Linked DNA regions of Rattus norvegicus: region 2 is linked to region 1. The links are chromatin contacts, called in public Hi-C maps. All regions are on one chromosome and are shown on one strand. Each heading gives the region's core, a stretch centred on a gene start, on an enhancer-like site or on the middle of the called end of the contact. The rest is flanking DNA. Distances are from core to core; before and after follow the strand shown. Region 1 has its middle 93 kb from the start of Cd44. Region 2 has its middle 65 kb from the start of Pdhx.

Evidence for each region. A called contact is a pair of places that touch in the nucleus more often than the background predicts.
Region 2: a contact with region 1 is called in a Hi-C map of the A7r5 cell line, with 4 times the contacts expected there. The contact joins two enhancer-like sites. A contact is called at or near these places in 11 of 12 Hi-C or Micro-C datasets (the A7r5 cell line, the Rat2 cell line, Schwann cells and 6 more).

Annotation. Positions count from the first base shown.
Region 1 is chr3:109,602,350-109,609,933 of GRCr8, forward strand. No RefSeq gene overlaps it. Among named protein-coding and RNA genes, the nearest start is that of Cd44, 93 kb to the right of the region's middle. Within about 2 kb of position 3,367, at least 12 of the 93 cell types and tissues checked have an H3K27ac peak or open chromatin away from gene starts, as enhancers often do. A contact at or near this core is called in the A7r5 cell line, where this site is marked.
Region 2 is chr3:109,818,341-109,825,924 of GRCr8, forward strand. No RefSeq gene overlaps it. Among named protein-coding and RNA genes, the nearest start is that of Pdhx, 65 kb to the right of the region's middle. Within about 2 kb of position 2,586, at least 8 of the 93 cell types and tissues checked have an H3K27ac peak or open chromatin away from gene starts, as enhancers often do. A contact at or near this core is called in the A7r5 cell line, where this site is marked.

The DNA of each region.
Region 1 (7,584 bases), core at 2,117-4,616:
GCCTCTGTGGTAATTTATCAGATGTTACTAGACACTAAGGAATATAACATCTAAGACGTATTTCTCTAGATGCTGGAGATGGAGGGGACATCTCAGCCCATCAAGCTGCACTGACATTATTTGAAGTACAACCCACTATTAGACTTGCTAAAACATTTAGACTTTATTTGAGGCACAGAAAACACTTTGATCAAATCCCTAATGATATCCTGATGATATTTTGCTAGCTGCTGGTCAGCTGGTCTGAAGAATCTACTCCTAGCTTAAATCTTGGTTATGCTGTACACCATGAGCAACCCAACACTGCATTACCATTCAGATCCCTGAAACAATCTGAAGGAGCTACCGAGTTGGGGTTTTCTCCTCCTACTACCTCATGTTTTTTGTTATTGATCATTTGTGCATTATTGGACATAAAGAACTTTCCAGACGATAGATATTGGCTATTTATCTTACTCTGTAGATAAAGTCAACCAATACTTTTTGCATTTTTAGTATTCACTTTTTAAAAAAAACTAATAAAATCAAAATAATAAGCTATATCTTATCTCTTTGTTGACTAATTCAAGATTTTGTTCTAGCAAATTCAACTTGCCAAAAGGATAACTCAAAATGAAAACGTAGAGCCTAATACTAGCGGAGTGTTGGTCAGATCCTCAAATACAAATGAACATGTTATCTGTTCTGCAATCGCTTTAACTATCAACTTGACACAACCTGGAATCACTGGGAATAGAGTCTCAATGAAGAATTCTCCACATTGGGTGGGCCTATGAGAATATATATGGAGGATTATCTTAATTAAGTCAATTCATATGGGAAGATGGAGCTCATGATGGGTGGCATCATTCCCTAGGCAGGGAATCTTAAACTGTTTGACAGTAGTGAAAGCAAGTGATTTATATCTGTCCTGACTGTAGATGTGTTGTTTCTAGATGTTTGAAGTTTCTTCTCTGATTTTTCTTATAATCATAGACTGTAACCTGGATTTGTAAGCTGAGGCAAACCCCTTCTCCCTAAGTTGTTTTTTCACCCAAATATTTAAGCACAGCAACAAGAGTGAAATTAGACCACCCACTTATAATCCAGCTATTTGTCTAATGGGCAAATCTTGTTTTAGCATCATTTCAATCAATTTTGATCATTTTGAAATTTGTTTAATAGTTTATTAGAGTTGTCACCAACCTTCTTTAGGAACTGCAATGAAAATACTTCTGTTAAAAGGGCTGGTTTGTTAGTTAAAAGAGTGGGGAAACAGTTCAATTGATCAAAATGCTTGCTGCTGCAAAAGCAAGAAGACCTGAGTTTGGCCCCCCAGAACTCAGTAAAAAACTTAAAAGGTCTGAGCATAGTGGATCCCTGGGGTTTGTTAGCTAGCCAATCTAGCTGAATCACCGAGCTCCAAGCCAGTGAGACATCCTGCGTCAAAACAAAATGAAACAAGCAAATAAAGCAACAACAGTAACAAAACCCACAGATGGATGGTGTCCTGAGGAAGGACACCTAAGGCTAACCTCTGGACTCCACACATGCCCTCTACACAACTGCACCGCCACATCAACCCTGGTGAAGAGGGTTTGGTATGTTCGAGTAAAAACAGGGCGATGTAGGAGCTCAGAGATTGTATTCTGGCCCAGGCTGTTCATGCAGAGCTCAGCTCTGCCTCTTACTAGTAGACTGACCATAGTTGCTGTGCCTGGGTTTTCCTCTCTGTAGGATGAAGATAAATGGAGTTTTACCTCAGGTGCTCTGTGTCTTGCTTCACTTTTCTTATTTCAATGCATGTGTTTATGGTGCACTTTTTGCTAGGCAATATTCTGATCTGTGAATCCTTTTCAAATAGAAGCTGCTGATTAAATCAGAACATGGAACATTAGTTGTACTCTGAACTTCTCAGCCCAGACTTCCCAGAAATGCCGCTTCTCCACACAAGCCTTTAGTGATAGGATCCCCACGTTCACCCTCTTTCTTCGTTCTAGATTTGCCTTGAGGAATACAAGATTAAAATCAGGTGGCGTTCAACTTCCACAAAGATCAAAAAGAGGGTTTTTTTTGAGATGTCCACTAGGGGGCACATTATCAACAGAGCAGAGATAGCCAAGAAGTTGGCCTAAAACCCCAAAGAAATGACAATTTCTAGGAAGTACATGAACCCAGGTGTCAGGGATTTTTTTTCACATTCAGTGAGCCTCCAGCACTGCATTGCACTGAGAGAGACCGCAGCCTCACCAATGGGTTTGCAACTCCGGTTTTTTTATTTCTAAGCTTCAGTGGCCCTGGCTTCAAACAGTTAAAAGAGAAACCAAGAGTGGCTAATCCACCCTGCCCCAGAAATGTGTCTTGTAAACCCCACTGCTTTATAGCTACTGTGATTTATGTAGCTACTGTGTTCACAGATGAGACTTAATAAACAGCCATTATCTAACTGCTCCTGAATAACTGTTTCCATCCCTCTCTTCTTTTCATACTTCTCCTTTTTTTCTTTCTGATATCTTTTTCTGGATAGTCTCTCTTTGGTTCTCAAGGAGACTTCAAGTGATGAGAGGGGAAAGTGAAAAGCAAAGCTCTCAAGAATTCCAGTGACTTAACCAGAAACCAGGATTGCCTTCAAGTCTCCAACTGCTCAAAACCTGCCTTTCCACTTCTGAGTTCCAAACTGTGTGGCCAGGCTCCTCCAGAGGCCCTGGAAAGGGGTAGCCATTCCCTCCTCTGGCAAGGCCTTTGTGTAATAAAATAAAATAAAATAAAATAAAATAAAATAAAATAAAAGCAACAAACCTGCCTACTTCCACACTCCCCAGAAAAAAGGAGGATTCCCCCTTTCCTCTCTGATGGCTATTTGAGTATCTGAGAGAGAGGATTAGGGTTTCAGCGTTTCTGTTTTTAGAAGGCTTTAAGAGGGTTCCCAAAGATTCTTGGAATATCTTTGACTTCCCTAAAAGTAGTGATTCATATTCTATTCAGCTCCCTGCTGCGTATTACATAGCAATGGTGTTGATAGTATCAGGAATGAGGAACAGAAAAGCCATATGCATCTATCAAGTTCTGTCTTCTTGTCTCATTATGGTTGTCTCAATCTGGGTTGTCTTCCCAGATGTCTCTCTGATAGAAATGACAATTTTCTTCTTCTAGATGAAAAAATAAACACACATTGTTGCTAAATTACTTAAGATGAGCACAAGTAAACAAAAGAATGCCAAAGTTGGGTTTGAACCCAGGGTCTGACTTTAAAGACTGCTGTGCTAAAGTTATATGTTAGCTGCTTCTCCTGGAGTTTCTGCCATTTCTCCTCTGGGAAGGAGGACGGAGGAAGTGGTTTGGATGAAGCTACTGGAAAACAGCAGTCACCACGTGATGAGGTCAGCAGTCTGGAAGCCTGAGGCGGGTGAGCTGGAGGGGGTGGGAGATGGGGAGCACTAACAAGCAGACAAATTGCTGGTGTTGAAGACTAGATGTCAGCAGTGGCAAGAAGTGGGGCCCAAGGCCAGGGCTGGATCAGACTTCCTTATTCTATGACCCTTTGCGTGGGCCATCATGGCATGACTCCCCACACTTCCACATGAGCTGATCCTTCTCCTTCCTATAAATGCAGCATCCAAGAGGTATTTATGGGTTTCTAAATAAACTCCTTTGTCAATATAGCCTACATGGTACATATCTTGACTTACTCCCAGTAGCTTCTGGAAGACTCCTTTTACTCCCACAGAGAGCACTGGGGTGCTGGCCTGGCTTACAAGGTTTGAAAATGATCTCTTAACATCAACAAATTCAAGATAGCAAACTTATTACAATAAAACAGGGGAAGTCAGAGCTCCAGCATAGCTATACCACTTTCTACTTGGGTGGTTTGGAGACTACAATATATCTCTCTATGTTCCTAGCTGACTCATCCACTAAAAATGGGATAAGAATTTCTTCATCACTGGTTGAATGTATAAACACAGACATTCATAAGTGATCAGTAGTAGATAGTAACTTTTGAGGCCATAATCGAGCTGGCAAGTTTGTCCCCATTTGGAGGTTCAAACACAAAGCCTGTTCTCAAGAAGTCTGCCATAGTGGAAGAGATAGGACAATGGGGAAATTGATAAGATTTAACTGTATTAGTGACACGTGGACAAAGTCAAGGTGGTACTAGGGAGAGCGAGTGTGCCCAATCTGAGTAGAGGTGGGGTGAGACAACTTCCTGAGGATGACATCAAAGCCACAGGTGGGTGCCCAATTTTGGTTAATGTGTAGCCACAGCTTGGGTAGCTGATATTACATCAGGGATACCAGATGTTTGCTTTGGTGACTCCTCGCTCTTAGGTCTTGCTTTGAAAACAAAAGCTCTTCTGTGAAAATCAATGAGTTTCCCTCACAGGGTGCCTTGGATTCTGAAATAATCTGGATATAGTCACCCTAAGTTAATAACCACAATTAGGGCCAGAGTTCAGAAAACTGGAAGGGATGGGGAAGGGAGAAACTAAATACCTACTGAATAAACGTTGACATGGCAGGTAGAAGTTCATGTGTGACTATGTGTATGTGTGGTTGTGTAACTGTGTCTGTGGGTGGAGTGTACTCATACAGTGTGTGCATGTGTGTGCTTGTGTATGTGTGTGTGTGTCTCTAGAGGTCTGTGTCTATGTGTTTGTATTGTATGAATGTGTTCCCATGGCTGTGTGCACCTGTGGGAAGACCAGAGATTGATTCTTCTCCACCTTGATTTTGAGACAGAGTCTTTCACTGAACCTGAAAGTCTATTAAGCTAGGCTGTTTTACCAATGACCTTCAGAGACCTGCCTGTACTGGGGTTACAGAAGTTGGGCCACCACAGCATGTGGCTTTTTACTTGGATGCTGAAGATGTGGACTAAGGCAGGCCCTCGTGCCTGGACAGCAGATGGTTTATTAACTGGACCATCTCTTCAGCCCTGATATTAACCTTTTTGAGAGCCTATAACATACCAGGCAACACCAAAGGTCTTGCCTAATGCACTAGCCATACACAGTTTTCCTGTCCACTCTTCATTGCAGGTGATAAACTACAACTCCAGTTATTTAAGAAATGTGAGCAGGACTCAACTGCTAAGTAGGTGAAAGGACCAATACTAAAAACCCAGGTTTTAGTCTTGACTCCAGTGCTCATGATCTTTGTAGTGGCCTGGACACTCTCCCAAATAGACACTTGCATGTGTCTACTCCTTCTTTTCCAATAGCATGGCATTTATGAAAGTGTTCATGGTATTCTATGCTAATGTTGCTGTCAATGTGGCCTAAATGGTGTTTCTTAAACATAAACATAAACATCAGAGGTACCCTTAAGTCGTGAAAATCTTTCAACACTCTGACTATAAACTGGTTGTACAAAAACCCCTTGTAATTGGTCGTCTCCTGCTTCATTCTTTGGAAGGTATCTTTGTAGCTCGTCCCACTGAGAGACAGAAACTCTCTGCCTCTCTGTCTCTCTGTCTCTGTCTCCCCTGCCCTCTTTAAATCTGAGCTACTCTTAGGTTTGGGTTTGGCCAAAAAAATATGGTGGAATTACAAAGCTAGTTCTGGGCTTTGGCCACTGGGAGCTACATAAGCATTCATTTTCTTCTTAGGTCCCTGCCAGGCCTACACAAGCCAGCTGGTAGCACGTGAGATACATATAGAAACAATCTCTTGGCATCCAAGATGAAACTATCCTAGATCAGGCAGTGCCTCTCTGAGCAGTTTATCAGTAACATAAACATGAATGAGTCAACTGAGGCAGCCCAGATCGGCAGAGGCACTGAATCAACCTTCAGACTTGGGAGAAATAAGTAAATATTTGTTATTTAAGCATCTAATTTTAGAGCTCACATTACTGCATCAGCAGTTAGCTGATAGAAGCAAAATATGAATCCCTTTTTAATTAGGAGTCAACAGAGGCAAAACATGTATTCTTTCCATTTTTAGTCTGTTTTCTAATTTGGGCTGATTTCCCCCTAGATTGGATGGACCATCATCCCCTGGGATCTCCTTCCACCATTTTAAGAATCCTCTTAATTTTGTCATCCTCACATCTTTCTTTTCTTGGTAACATATATTTTAGGTAGAATGCATCCTTTAGGGGTTGCCTGAGAATGTGTGAATGGGTTTGGATACAGTGCATATCTGAAATTCTCCTCTTACTCTTAGTTTGTATCATAGCTAAGTCCAGAGTCTAGCCTGGAAGTAATTGCCTCACCATTTTTTATGTAGTTTTGTATAGTTCAGTGAGTTTAATTAACACAGGCTAAACAAAGTGCCTTCATAAGGTTCATTTAGTTCAAGGTAAAACTTCCAATGGTGTATTTATTCTTGAAGGCCAACCATTCACTGTTACAGTTTCAGGGGCCCTTGAGAAGGGTTCTACAGATGTAAAGATTTTACTACTCAGCCAGGCTTAGTGTGGTCTGAGGGTTACAAGTCATTTTTCTTGGAAATACCCAAGTCTCTGGGAAGATCTTTTGAGGGCACATTCCATTTGGCAAGCTTCCTCTAGGCAGGAAGCTTTTGTCCTACCTTGTCTCTTGGCCTTTTTTCTCCAAAGGTGATAAGTGGGAAGTGTGATTACATCCTGATTCTTTTGTGGTTTGTTTGTTTTATTTTATTTTTGAGATAGTGTCTCTCTGTGTGGCCAAGGCTGGCCTATCAGACTTATGACTGTCTTACTGATTTTAAATCCCGAGAGCTGGGATTATGAGTACACACTATCTTATCCAGCTCTACGGTTTTATGTGCAGGCCCTAGTTTGACTCTTAGTTCTATAAATAATGCATTTCTTTCTAGAAAATACAGGATCATCTCTTGCCCCAGAGTGTTAAGATATTTAAAGACAATCTGACTTGATATGGTTTTATCTTTATTAAACATGTAACATGTCCTTAGTCTGATATTCATGTTCATAAACTGAGGCATTTCTTGTTTCATCTCTTTCATGATCTGCTCTCTCCACTGCTATTGTTTTCTCTCTGTGTGTTTTCTTGTGATTGCATGTTAGATTTCCTACCAAAGCTCAGTCTTTGGGACGCCCATCTCTCTGTTTCCCTTTGTCTATTGATCCCTTTGTAATGATATTTCTTCAACTTTATCTTACAAACCTCTTGGCCTTATTTTTAAACTCTGTCCTTTCACATTTGAGTATATCAAAGGTTCATCTTGAGATGTTGTGAGTGTCCTCTTTTCCGTGACTGTTCTCTTCTTACTTCGTGCTTCGAGTCTTCTCTGACTGAGGTTACTAATGACAGGTTTTATTTGTTTTATTTCTTCTCCATGAATTCTTTCTCTCCCAAGTGGCTTTATCGTATTTGCTTTAGTCCTCGTATTTTGATGCTAGGTGCTTTCTGCAAGGACTTAGTACCTCTGTGTCTTATTATTATACAAAGTGAGGCATAGAGAACTGGGTGCCTGATTGGGTCTGAGGCATGATTCTTACTGAACAGTCCCTGATGGTTTCCCTGGGGCACTATCATATCAGTATCTTCAGACATCTTTCCAGGCTTATAAAATTCCATAGAAAGGCTGAACTTCTTGAAGGAGGCAGGACTCTCTGCCAGTGTTCTGAGAGTTATGGAGAGAGAGAGAGAGAGAGAGA
Region 2 (7,584 bases), core at 1,336-3,835, 220 kb after region 1:
TTCTGAGTCGACAGTGTATACACAGTGTCTGCAACAGTGCTATGAGCTCAGTAAGTTAGAACTAAACTGCTGTGTTTTAAAACTAGCACATGGACTGGAGAAATGCCCCAGAGGTTAAGAGCACTGGCTGCTCTTCCAGAGGTCCTGATTTCAATTCTCAGCAACCACATGGTGGCTCACAACCTCCTATAATGAGATCTGGTGCCCTCTTCTGGGCTGCAGGCATACATGCAGGCAGAACACTGCAAACATAAAAAAAAAAAAAAACAAAAAAAAAAAAAACAAAAACCACAGGGCAGAGTGAAGAGATCCACTTAAGGAGAACTAAGCACATAGAAAGTTTAATATATCTATCTCTATCTCTATATCTCTATATCTCTATATCTCTATATCTCTATATCTCTATATCTATCTATCTATCTATCTATCTATCTATCTATCTATCTATCTATCTATCTATCTATCTATAACTACATGCTTGGAAGACAAAAACTCCTATAATCCCCGCAAATGGTACGTTAAAAATGAGCACCATAGGTTTTTCTACATCTGAGACGCCCTTACCTTAAATACTGAGTTTCTGCTTTTCCCGGTTTATAGGCTCAGGCATCTCCAGCCCACGGTAGCAATGACTTACTCTATCTCTGGAAAAGGAGGTGGGGTGCTAAACATACAATGCTTAAAAGGATGGCAGCCTGCTTCAGAAACAGGCTCATCCTTACAACTTAAAATCTGTTCTCAATCTTCTGAGTTGTAGCAAACCATAAAAACCTGGAATGCATCATGATATTTAGATTATTATCTAATAAGACAAAATGCATTCTTACTATGTTACTGATGGTCCGGTATCACACGGAACACCCATGAATAACATACTAGCTCATGATGAAGTGCAGATGTAACTGATACCCAGAGCAAACCGCCTCAACTTGACCTCCACATGGTAAAAGCTCATTCTGACACAACCCCAACGTGACCTTTAGCATTAAAGAACATAACATTTATCATTGAGGATAGCAAAGGCTAAAACTAAAATTTGAGAGCCGGGGCCACTAATCCTAAAGACTGAGTTTCATCCCCGGGACCCACATGGTGGGAGGAGAGGACTGACTCCTCAAAGTTGTCCTCTGACCTCCAGACAAGTGTCAAGGTTTGCATGTGTCCCATCTCCTGAATGAATAAATAAATGTTAAAATAAACTTAATTTTTACTTGCCTAGACAGATTGCTCAGAGATGAAAACCCAGTAATTATGACTGCTTGAAAACAAATGTAGGCTGGGTGTTACTGTAACCCTAGAACCTGGGAGGAGCAAGAAAGGCTGGGTTACTTAGTGAGTCAATCTCAAAAAACAAAACCCCCAACCCATATCTATCAATCTATCTATCTATCTATCTATCTATCTATCTATCTATCTATCTATCTATCTACCTACCTATCTATCTATCTATCTATCTATCTATCTATCTATCTATACTATATATAACAATAATTGCATATATGTTTATGTATATATATAAACAATTGCATATATATGTATATGTATAAGCAATTTAGGGATTAGAGATGAGGCAGGGGCATGGAGAAAGTAAAAACACATTTCAATTAAACTGAGAAGGAGGAATGCTTATTCCTAGATGAATGTACCTTTCTTTAGGCTTCTGACCTGGCCAAGGACATTTTCATTGTAATTGGTATGGCATAAAACTCCCCCCTACCCCCGGAATTTAAGTAATTGAACAGATACTAACACAAAGTCTTAGAAAACAAACTGGTATATTTGGTTACTAAAATTAGAGAGACAAGAAAAGTAGGGGAGGGCTGAGGCTTATTGTAACCAGTAATTAAATAACCTGCCTCAAATGTCACTGTCCTTCCCTATAAAATCTTCTCAGCTGCACAGCGCTCTGTTTACAGAACCTGCCAGACTGTCTCCATAAATACCGCCTAGTGTTTAAGCTGACTGCAGTTAAGGGTTTTAGCAAGGCACATAGATGTTCACAGATGTGAATGAAGAATGTCTTTTAACATTCACATTTTACTCATCATTTGACAAATATCAGACCATTTACCATATTGAAACAAATGACATTTATTTGTTATGTCCCCAATAGTAAGCTGCTTTAGTCTTTTCCTGTTGCTATAATAAAATACTCTGACCAAAATGATTTAAGGAAGGAAAGTGTTACTTGGCCCACAATCTCAGGTTATATCCAGCACAGCAGGGATGACACATCAGAAGGGGCTGGGAAAGGCTGGTCAGATGATGTCTTAGTCAGTGCTCTATTGCTAAAGAGACACCACGACCAACGCAACTCTTATGAGAGAAAGCATTCGATGGAGGCTTGCTTAGTTTTAGAGGTTTAGTCCATTATCATCAATGGTGGGAGTAGGTGGCATGCAACAGGCAGTCATGGAGCAATAGCTGAGTGCTACATCCTGATCTATAGGCAACAGAATGTGACGCTGAGCCTGGCATGGACTTTCTGAAACCTTAAGGCCCATTCCTAGTTCCACTTGTTCCAACAAGACCACATTTCCTAATACTAATTTTATCAGAGAGTTCCACTCCCTGGTGACAAAGCATTCAAATATATGAGCTATGGGGCCACTCTTATTCAAACCACAAGGGTGCCGCCCACAGTCAAGAGCACAGTAAGAGGAACTAATGAATGCTAGTGGTCAGTTTGCTCTTTTTTCATTCGGTTTAGGGCTTAGCAGATGAAAGGCTGGGTTTAGAGTAGGGTCTTCCAACCTCAGTGAACCAACTACAAAAATCCCTCAAAGGCATACCCATGGGGCTACCAAGTCTGGATGATTCCTCATGGAGACTCCTTTCCCAGATAATTCTAGATTGTCTCAAGTTGACAAAACCATCACATTTATGAGATAGATCCACAATCATTTTACCATTATGCCTTACTCCAAATTAATGACATTTCATTTCTCTGAATCAACGACAGTCGCTCAGCCTTAAATTTACCCTGAAGTTCTGCCTGCTTTATAATTCTCAAGTGTATTATCTGTCGTTTCTCCTTTACAATAAACATGAGCTAAACTGCAATAGAAGACAGCAGAAGGATGACTGCATGACTCATTAGTAGAGAAAGTGATGCTGGTTCTTCAAAGCCCTGAAAGGCAACCCTCACTTGGCCTGGTGATCACTCATTAATGCTCTACCCAATATACACACCACATGCTCCAGGCCCGCCCTCACTTGTGTCCTAGAGGATTGCTTACTTATTTGGTGGCTGTCCATATATCTGGTCTGGGTAAACCAATGAACTCTCTCATCCACTACTAACCCTGGACTAGGATTGAAGGCTGATGTAGTTATTCATGTAGAAGACAGGAGCAACTGGGATTGAAACTGAGGTAATGATTTTTGAGTTCTGAACATGAACCAGATTCAAAGCTAAAGTGTTCTTTATTAAATGTATGTTTTAATTGCTTTTCCTTCTGGAGACAAAACAGGATGGTACATGCTATGGGGCCCAGATTGGCCTTCAAGACATGATCCTCTTGCCACCTCTTCTGAGTGCTTCATGCCATTATGGCTGGATGAGTTCTTTTGTTGTCACTCCCATCTTGTTGCCTAGATTGGTCCCTAAGAAGAGCACTCCGATGACCTTCCTGGATCTGGATCCACTGTAGCTGGGACCACACGCAAGTCCCATCGGCTCATCCCCATCAAATTTTATCCCTAGAGGCACCCAGACCTAACTCAATGGTTCTCAAACTGTGGGTCACGAACCCTTTGGGGATCACATTTCAGATGTTCCACATATCAGATCTTTACATGATGATTCGTGACAGTAGCAAGATTACAGTTATTAAATAACAACAAAGTAACTTCATGGTTGGGGGGTGACCACAACCTAAGGAACTGCAGCATTAGGAAGGCTGAGGGTCACTACCTTAAATGTTTTAAGCTTCAGTTTTTCTAAGGCTTTCATTGGGAGTTATATATAAGTCATGATACTTAATTTTAGCACTTCCCAGATGTATTTTTTTTTTTTTTTTGGTTCTTTTTTTCAGAGCTGGGGACCGAACCCAGGGCCTTGCGCTTCCTAGGTAAGCGCTCTACCACTGAGCTAAATCCCCAGCCCCCAGATGTATTTTTAAGGGAAACAAAACAAAAAATCCCTCAGTGCCTCTTGTGCAACCTAACCAGGATGCAGAAAGAACTACAAAGAAAATATGAGCTAAGAGAGGTTAATATAGGAAGTACATGAAGTGACATCGCTGAAGAACTTCAGTAGAACCAGCTCAGCCAATGGGCACTCAGAATGGAACATTTAAGCTTTATACCTCATGGACATAGGCTCAATCCCAGATGCAGCTCTCGGAGCTTTGATCCGCTCATGTAACCTCTGAGTCTCTACGTGGTATTCAAGACTCTGAAGGAGGGTTGCTATAGAGCAGCATGCACCTCCCACACAGCACTGAAGGGATGATGCAAGATAATCAGTTGCCACACAGATGAGCTTTCCCATCCTCCATAGGTAAGAATTAAGACACAGGATAATCTTACTGCCAAAAACGTAGTGATTTTAAGCTAGGCTGACCCTAGGCATAAAATACTCCCAATGAACAAGCATGCAAACTTAAATGCATTCTTAGAGGATGCTCCCACAGAGCAGAGGCTATGGCACTGGGAAGGGTGATTAGCTACCAAGCTCCGTCCTGTAGCTTCCTGGTAAGTAGCATTCTCTGCCAAGTGGACTGAGAAGCCAGGGACAGAAAGTTTAAATGGAGGCCAGGTGGTGATGGTGCACACTTTAATCTCAGCACTTGGGAGGCAGAGGCAGGCAGATCTGAGTTTGAGGCCTGCCTGGTCTACAGAGCAAGTTCCTGGATAGGCAGGGCTACATATAGTGAGACCCCATAAAAAGTTTAAGTATAATATAATATTCAAATAAAAACTTAACCTTGTGTTCACAGAGTTTATGCTTTATAAAGAGACTCTGCTAAATATGTCATTTGGACACAACAGCCAAGTCTTTAAAGGAATAACTATGAATTTCATAAAGAAAAAATTTAAATACATTTAGATTTGAAAATCTTGATAGCCCTAATGTTTTCTCAACTTTTAACAGAAACCTGTATTTCCCTTATATTTATGTCCTCTGTGATGTAGTTTAAATCAAGGAGCATTGACAACACTCACTTTCTCGGACTTCTTGGAAAACCAGGGAAGTGACTTTTTAAAAATGTGAAAATAAACTATATGATCAAAGAAACAAACTAACCGTAACTTCCCAATCTGCACAGGACTTTAGAAAATTTCAACTCAGAGTGCTTAAGAAATGGCTCAGTGGTTAGCTGCCCTTGCAAGGTCCCAAGTTCAGTTCTCAACACTCACATGGCAGCTCACAAGTGCCCACAACTCCAGTTCCGGTGACCCGATGGCCTTTGCTGGCCTCTGTGGGCACCAAACATGTGTATCTAAAATATTTTTAACTAAAAGGCTCCTATAACTTAGAAGATAAACCACTTTGTTCCAATTATTTCCTTCCAAAACCAGTGCATGTACCAGAGAAGCAAATGCCCGTGCAGAACTATTCAAAGTGGCTTTATTAGAGAAATGCTCTTCTCCTTTACAAGTTTGAGTGTGTCCCGAAACCATACGCTACTGTATAAGCACCTCACTCCTTTTCACCAGGCAATGGTGAGCCTCCAGAAACTGTTCGGGAAGAATCCCACCCATTTTATGGCGCTGTCACAAAAGCGCATGCCTTTGATATTCGCAATACACAGGGCAGCCCGACATGGTGGACACACTTCCTTGTCCTCCCTCATTAAAAGCCAGGAGGTGGTGCTGATCCAGATTCAGTCATGCTTCAGTTAGTACAAACCTTGCAGCTGTTTCCTGCTGCCTGGTGTCCTGTCCTAACCCACTTGGCATCAAGGCCAGATTAATTTTAAAGTCACTCTGTATCGCTACTACCCTAAAAATCCTGTGTTTCCCATTCACGGCCCTTGTTTAAAGTGTAATTTTTGATTTGCATAAAACAATTCACTCATTTCTTCACTTTGCAAAGGGAGCCCAACCCATCATGATGCAACCCATCATGAGAACAGAATTTCTTTGAAATCTGAGACCGAAAGCCATACAATATCTCTCCTATTCGTATGACAATACGTGAACTCATAGCACCACCTACCTTTCAGAGAAAGTAGAGAAACAAGGCTTATTTTCCAGAACTTGTGTTTTGCTTAAACAATAGTTAAGGTAGGTTCAAAATGCAAAAAAAGTGAAAACAAAACAAAACAAAACAAAAAAAAACAGTTCCACTTGATAGTATGTGAAAACTCTTAGTATTTATAAATTACATGGCAATGTTTCACTCAAGTCTGGCCAGCAGCATTCAGTCGATTTTAATGCAACACAAAATAATGGACAAATTATTATTATTTTTTTAGCTACCTTAGTAGGAACTGTAGTGAAGGAGAACAGCCTGGTTTTGACTAGCAGAGATAAATGTTCATTAATATTTTCGTGATTGATGGCTAAACATTAACTAAGATGAATGCTGCTTCCCCTCACAATTCATGGTTACGTTGTTTTCCTTGTCTAAGTAGGGAAAAAAGTGGCAAGGTAGCAACCTCTCTCTCTCTCCCTTTTTTAATCCTCTCAGTATATTTATAAACAACTGTGTGGTGGAGGAAGGGCTTGCTGGTGCACACATAGCTCAGACCATGTACCCACGCTCCTTCAAACCAAGGTCATTCTTTGATCTCATATTGTAATGTGAAAAATTATTTCCACAAATGACAACTTGCTTACATGAATCTAATTGCTAGAGATGCTAGAGAAATTATTTTTTGATCAAATGGGGAAAGCATCTACACTGATTACTACCTAATTTTAAAGAAACCATGAGAGGCAACTAGGTTTGTGTTGCCCATGAAGTGAAATGGCCTCAGATGAAACAGTGTCTCTGTCCAAGCTGGACGGGGATCAACTCCCTCCATATCTACAGGAAATGGAGGCACTATTACTAATGATACCAACCCACAGAAGACAGCGGGCAAGGGAAAAGTTATTTATGGCTGTCTCATGTTCAAGTCTTCAGGGCGCTAAGGAGAGGGTTCAGTGGGTAAAACCTAACAGCCTGAGTGTGGATGCCCAGGACCCATGTAAAGACAGACACCATAACCTGTTCTTACAGGGAGATGGGAGACAGAGAGAGACAAGGAAAGTATCGGGAGCTAGCCTGGTATACACAGCAGTGAACAAGAGATCATGCGTCAAACATAGTGGAAAGCATGAATCCACAATCCAAGGTTGTTTTCTGCCTTACACACCTGGGAACATGTGTTCACCCCCACACAACCAAGCACACACATACACTCACACAATATTAAAAGCATTTTAGCCAAACTGACCTTGAAAATAGTGCAAGTATAAAAGCTATTTTGAAAATGGTGCTTGGTAATAATTTTAAGTTAATCTGACAAAAGTTTAAAGAGTCCATTTTAAAATGGCTTGTTAAAACTGAAAAACTGAATTAAGTATTTTCTTAACAAGAGATATACTGGGGCACTAATTATTTTTGATGGCTCTTTTGTTAGGGCTATA